Linked DNA regions of Mus musculus: region 1 is linked to region 2. The links are chromatin contacts, called in public promoter capture Hi-C maps. All regions are on one chromosome and are shown on one strand. Each heading gives the region's core, a stretch centred on a gene start, on an enhancer-like site or on the middle of the called end of the contact. The rest is flanking DNA. Distances are from core to core; before and after follow the strand shown. Region 1 overlaps Cert1 (ceramide transporter 1). Region 2 overlaps Polk (polymerase (DNA directed), kappa).

Evidence for each region. Promoter capture Hi-C pulls out the DNA fragments that hold promoters and counts their contacts.
Region 1: a contact with region 2 is called in a promoter capture Hi-C map of liver, with 1.9 times the contacts expected there. The contact joins two enhancer-like sites. A contact is called at or near these places in 11 of 39 promoter capture datasets (the HPC-7 cell line, embryonic stem cells, frontonasal cranial neural crest and 7 more), 4 of 484 Hi-C or Micro-C datasets (CD8 T cells, cerebral cortex, conventional type 1 dendritic cells and 1 more), 1 of 115 datasets of contacts at active chromatin or transcription factors (bone marrow-derived macrophages) and 3 of 9 other capture datasets (adipose tissue, liver and pancreatic islet).

The regions. Positions count from the first base shown.
Region 1 is chr13:96,574,423-96,577,582 of GRCm38.p6, forward strand. The region is part of intron 3 of Cert1 (ceramide transporter 1); the gene reads left to right. Gm46436 (a long non-coding RNA gene) reads left to right here. Exons shown (of 2, transcript XR_001781022.2): 1 at 1-1,314; 2 at 1,420-3,160. Among named protein-coding and RNA genes, the nearest start is that of Gm46436, 4.0 kb to the left of the region's middle. Within about 2 kb of position 1,694, at least 5 of the 459 cell types and tissues checked have an H3K27ac peak or open chromatin away from gene starts, as enhancers often do. A contact at or near this core is called in liver, where this site is marked.
Region 2 is chr13:96,497,930-96,501,294 of GRCm38.p6, forward strand. All of the region lies in intron 6 of Polk (polymerase (DNA directed), kappa), which reads right to left. Among named protein-coding and RNA genes, the nearest start is that of Ankdd1b, 28 kb to the left of the region's middle. Within about 2 kb of position 1,937, at least 9 of the 459 cell types and tissues checked have an H3K27ac peak or open chromatin away from gene starts, as enhancers often do. A contact at or near this core is called in liver, where this site is marked.

The DNA of each region.
Region 1 (3,160 bases), core at 444-2,943, 76 kb after region 2:
ATAGGCAGCACAAAACAAGAAAAGCCAGATTCATCTGATACGGCATGAGAACATTCTTCTTGAGACCAGTGATTTGTTAGCTCACCTTTTCCTTTCTTGGTTTATTTTCAGTTTAGAAAATAAATATCTTTTTAGTATTATGTTGGTTTAAAATGTTTTCTAAGTCTTAGTTATTTTTTGGCTATAACTTCATAAGAGAGCATATACATGAAAAATGAGGGTCATTTTGATTATTTAAAAACAAGATGAGCCAGTACTTTAGAATCTCAGACGTCCCTCAACTGTCAGTTGGTTGTGCTTCTGGTCAAAACTATAATAAGGGATAGGTAAGATCTCATTTATCTAAAATGTTTATAAGATATACATCATTATAAATTATGTATGTCGTGTGTGTGTGTGTGTGTGTGTGTGTGTGTGTACACATCCATCTCCAAAGTGACAAATGTCCCTGCTTATAGTATAGTTGAAAAGCAAGGGCTTTGGAGTCAATAGATTCCGTAAATTATAGCATATTGTCTCTGGAAGAAGAGCTGAACATTCAATGAGAGTGGCTAAATGTACACACCCGGAAAGTTGATTATATTCATTCAGGGCCAGCTCTCTCATTGGTGATTAAAGATGTCATTTAAGCAGGACCAATTTGTATATTTTTAGCAGATTTGACCTTTAAGGTTTTGTCAGTTGATTTAGACTTATGGCTATTCTTTTCTCTGAGAGAACTTTATTTTGTTCTCTTTCCTCAGTATAGTCCAAGCCAGGTACTATGCAAGTTTCCATTTGTGTTTTGTGTTTGCAGGAGATAAGTACATAAAGCATGCAGCTCATGTTTTTGATTTCTTTGGATCTCAGAGATGAGACTTAAGCTGATCTTAAGTTCTTTGGAAAAACTAATATAGCTACTTTTAAAACAAATAAATTTTGTTATTGTTTTCATGCTTAATGTACAAAAATAAAATAAGTGATGTGTGACTGCTAAGCAGCATGCTAGTTGATATGTAAATTAACTGTAAATTCTAAAACTAACTTATTTTGATTTCTTTAACTAACTGAAGGAGAAATTTCAAATGTTACTACCTTTAATTTACAAATTATCTTCTTTCTTTCCCTAATAAAGCAGATAGAGTAATGTATTTCCTGGGTCAATATCATTAAGGACTGTTGACGATTTCACTTGGAAATTTTACTAAAGTAAACATGAAGTTAACCTGATCTTTAGAATTAATACCAAATTATTAAGGCGATGATGACACTGAGACCTGCCAGTTTCTAGAGGTCACTGAGAACCAGTTAGAGGTCACTGAGAACCAGTTAGAGGTCGCTGAGTACCAGATAGAGGTCGCTGAGAACCAGTTAGAGGTCGCTGAGAACCCGTTAGAGGTCACTGAGAACCCGTTAGAGGTCGCTGAGAACCCGTTAGAGGTCGCTGAGTACCAGATAGAGGTCGCTGAGAACCAGTTAGAGGTCGCTGAGAACTCGTTAGAGGTCGCTGAGTACCAGTTAGAGGTCGCTGAGAAACCAGTTAGAGGTCGCTGAGAACCAGTTAGAGGTCGCTGAGAACCAGTTAGAGGTTGCTGAGTACCAGATAGAGGTTGCTGAGAACCAGTTAGAGGTTGCTGAGAACCAGTTAGAGGTCGCTGAGAACCAGTTAGAGGTCGCTGAGAACCAGTTAGTGTAAAATGTAGAGCGTGAATGATGTGGACTCTGATCATTTCAGCTCATTCAATTCAGTTACTTTCTCTGGCTATTACCTGCTCTTTGGATAGCTGGACAGTCCGTTTGGAATAGTAAACATATCTTTCTGTTCTGATGTCACGAGCTTTATGTGACTCATCATCTCTCTGCCACCCTGGAAAGTAAAGAAAGTGTAATTTTACAAGGAGCTGACATATTTGTAGTAAAATTAAATATTTTGTGTATTATGCTACTAACTTCTAGTTCGTTCTGAGTTTGTTGGGGGCGGGTTATTTTGTTTTTTGTTTTGTTTTCTTAATTCTACACAGTTTTTCTCTCTCTAGCTGTTTGAGTCTACAGAACTCACTCTGTAGACCAGGCTGACCCTGAACTCAAGAGATCTGCCTGCCTTTACCACCCAAGTGCTGGGATTAAAGATGGGTGCCACCACTGCCCTGCTAGTTCATTCTATTTTAGCATTTGATTTTATATTAATTCTCTTTTTTATCAATTACTACTGGTAAGCTTATTGCTGGAACACAGTTCTCTTAAGACCAGTTCTTTAAAATTAGTACATCATCTGAATTCTCCTAGCCTATGTGTATAAACTAATGGAATTCCTCCTCTTGCTCTTGGGTGGCCATAAAAGGCAATGTGTTGTGTAAACTAGTGTTTTAGTACTGCTACAATCAGATCCATACATTTTTTTTGAGTCATGCCACTACTATGTACTAGATGCATAAGCTTAGTACGTTTCCTATAAAATGAAATATGATAGCATGCTATATGGTTCCTTTCTCTCCACCTCCAAATAAAAACAAACAGATGAGCAATATAGCCTACTCAGGATAAACAAAAATGTAGAGCATGAATGATGTGGACTCTGATCATTTCGGCTCATTCAATTCACAGTTACTTTCTCTGGCTATTACCTGCTCTTTGGATAGCTGGACAGTCCGTTTGGAATAGTAAACATATCGTTCTGTTCTCATGTCACTGGAAGGCTATTGTATGTTTGCTTGTTTATTTGGTTTGGTTGAGTTAGATTGGTATGGATTGGTTCTTGTAGTGGGCTTGTTTTATTAGAAGTTCCAGACAGGTTTTACTAATATTTAACATCTGGAAGGACTGAAGGTTTCTGTTCCTTCCCAGGATCCTCTTATACTCATTATACAATAAGCTCTATATTAATCTATTTCATGCAAATATACAGCACATGCCTTTACGCTCTATCTCTGACTTTCATAGGTGCATGTATGAGAAAAAAGTGTTGTGTATTCTAAGACTTCTCGAGTGATAGAGAGGTAATGATAGCTAATTTTGAGGATGAATGTGTGTAAACTGCATAATAGACTTACCTTACTTTACTCATATATTTATATGAGAATAGCATTGTTACCTGAGGTAATTGAAGCACAGAAAGATTAAGTAGCCTGTCCAAGGTTAGACACTGGTAAGTAAAGGAGCCAGTCTTTCCAACCCAAGAGGG
Region 2 (3,365 bases), core at 687-3,186:
AGAGACAAGAGCTCGGGGGAGGGGGGGTACTGGTTAGTTCATAATGTTGTTCCACCTATAGGGCTGCAGATCCCTTCAGCTCCTTGGGTACTTTCTCTAGCTCCTCCATTGGGGGCCCTGTGTTCCATCTAATAGCTGACTGTGAGCATCCACTTCTGTATTTGCAAGGTACTGGCATAGCCTCACAAGAGAGAGCTAAATCAGGGTCCTTTCAGCAAAATGAAAGCAGAACTTCTTTACATAAATTCTTAGAGTCTGATCCAACTAATGAAGGCCCAGATTTAAAGCAGAAAGTGTAATCATTAACACACTGGAGAGTGGTACTGTTAGGACGTAGAGGAGTTGGGCACACTGGTGTGTGCCTGGGATCCCAAGACCCAGTACATGGGAGGGTGAGACAGGAGGATGACAATACCAAAAATAGTCACATGAATAATTCCACTAAAAACTGTTCTCTAAGCTTAATATAAGATAAAAACAATTTAAATATATTTATAGGATTAACAACAGTTTTCTGATCCCATATCATAACACATATATTTCCCAAATCAAGGTAAATACAGAAGCAACAATTATATTCTTTTTTATTTTTTTTTAAAGCTAGGTTATCCTCACATTAACTATGCAGCCTGTCCAGGTTGGTCTTGAACACCAAATTCTATTGCTTCAGCCTTCAGAGTGCTGAGATTATAGGTATAGGAGCTTAATTTTCTTAAATTAAATTTCCAGACACAGTTGAAGGTATTTTCCTTGAAAAATGACCTTGGTCTTTAGAAAATGTTTAAAGAAGGCTGGGTGGTGGCACACATCTTTAAGCCCAACCCTGGGGAAGCAGAGGCAGTCAGGTTTCTGTGAGTTCCAGGACAGCCAGAGCTCTTTTTAAAAGGAAGAAAGAAAGAGAGAAAGAAAAGAGAGAAAGAAAGAAAGAAAGAAAGAAAGAAAGAAAGAATAAAGAAAGAGAAGGAAGGAAGTAAGGAAGGAAGGAAGAAAGAAAGAGAGAGAGGGAGAGAGAAAAATGTTTACAGATATGTAAATAATATAACAGTATACTTGATTAGTTGCAATCTTTAATTATGGTGTATGAGTTGCTTTACAGATAGAAACCTCAACTCTGAATCTGCAGGCCACACACAGTACAACCTGTTCTCACCACATCTGTGCTTCAGGCCATTTCCATGTTCACATTCTGATTTTTAAACTTTAGGGCAACTTGGGAGGAGTAAGAGGATGGGACAGCTGACATGAGGGCTACCCAGACGCCCTTTCTTCCAGTCGGCTGCACAGAAGTCAAGGTAAAGGGCTACAGACAGAATGCAGGCCAGTCTATCATCCTGACCCGGCTCCTGAGCCCCCTTCGGAGTTGTGTCTCGCCCTGGCGCCCTCTACTCCCGGAAGCCAAGATGCTGCCTCTGGTGCATCGTCAGAGCTGCTGCAGCAACACAGCATCTTTTCAACCCCAGCTGTACTTGACCTCTGTGTGGCCTGGCTGTGTAACCGGCTGCTGAATGAAACTCCTTCACACTCTCCCTGACTGAAGCAAGCAGAGCAACAGAGCCAGACTAGAGTGCTCCATGTGGACCGCAAGCACTCAAGTGCTAGCGTTCGAATCTCCAACACAGCACAACACTTGCCAGCTAGATTTGTATGGCAAAGCAGACATAAAACAATGCTTAATATTCTATTTGCAAATAAGGACAATAGTTCACTACCTATTTCTAGAGACAAAGAATCTTGAAAGATCCACCAATCACCTGCCCACTTGCAAACCCCGAAAATACAAGGTTTGCTGTTCGTAAGAATGCAGCCCATAGGGAATTATGTGTAAAAAACAAAAGTTAAATCATTTCATTTGCTTAAGAATATGAAACAGATGAAGTGAACACCGGGCAAATGAGCAACCTTGCTGTGACATCACCTCACCATCGCCAGCTTGGACACTGAAAGGAGCACTGGCAGAGAGGAAGTCACTCACCTTAAGCCTAAAGCAGTTTTTAAACACAAGGCAAGAGTAGCCATTGAGGGGGTGCTTAAAATCAATCAGTAATTTCCTCTCCACTGCTCTCAAAAACACTAAGAAACTAACAGAATAGGCTTTTACATTTTTACTTTTCTACTTTTTACCTCTCATGCCCAAACAATAAGGTTATGCCAAAAGGGCAAAGGTCTTTCTGCTGTTGTTCCAAGCTTCTGTGTTTAGAAGCTACTATTCTTTTTTTGATGTTTCCATCAAAGAAAAAAGAAAGACCTAGGAAATAAGATAATGAGGCTTTGATTTGGTGTCTGTATTAAACTTGTTGCAAACAAGGGGAGCTCCTAACCGTGTGAGTCTTAGAATTTGATGCTGCTGGGTGTGGTGGCGCAAGCCTTTAATCTCAGAGTTTGAGGCCAGCCTGGTCTACACAGTGAGTTTCAGGACAGGTAGGGCTCAAGGCTATGTAGGAAAACCCAGTCTCAAAAAATCAAATCAAAACAAAAGAAAACCAAAAACAAAAGCCAAAAACAAAACAAAACAAAACAAAAAAAAAACAAAAAAAAAGGGAAAAATATTCGATTCCACCACACCCCGACCATTTTTGCTCAAGGAGGTTACTAGCCTGCTTGCCCACCACTGACTAGCCCCTCTGATGCTGTGAAGACGTTACACACATGAAATGTGGCTGCGGTTTGTGAGTGAGTCCTTTTGGGTCACCTTTTCAGCTGGGTGAACTTTGTTCATGCATTTGAGACAGGTCAGACATTTGAAGTACTAGCCCTTTTGGCAAAGGGACTGGAGGCAGAATGTGTAACATCCGAATGTTTCACGGTATCACTTTGGATAAATAATACAAATCTATGGAGTGAGTCCCGAATCCTCTAGTTGTGTAGAAGAATCATGAGGCTCTGTGGAGATGCCTTAGCGGGTAAAGCGCTTGCCACGCAAGCTTGAGGACCCGAGTTCAGATCTACAATGCCAGCATAAAAGCTAGGTATAGCGGGGCCTCCGAAGTAAAGGGCGATGGGAGGGACAATGACAACAGCAGATCCCCAGAGACCTTGCCTCAGAAGAGAGTGACAGAAGACATCCAGGTGTACCGCTGCCCCTCCCCCACGTGGCACAGCAAGGTCTATGGTGAAGGAGAGAGAGGAGTTTATGGATGTCTGCAGGGTTGGAAACAGCCACACTGTCGTCTTAGAACTAGATTATAGGAAACCCGGGAACAAAGGACAACGAAATCACCAAGGGTTTTGGTGTGTTTGGGGCTAATCTTTTTAAAAGTCTGATTCCTATCAACAATAACAACAAAAGCCACTTTAAACAGAGAGCTTCCTTTACTTCAATGTAATCTAAATGCTTTGATATTAAGAAAATAACTGTTTGGCAAACA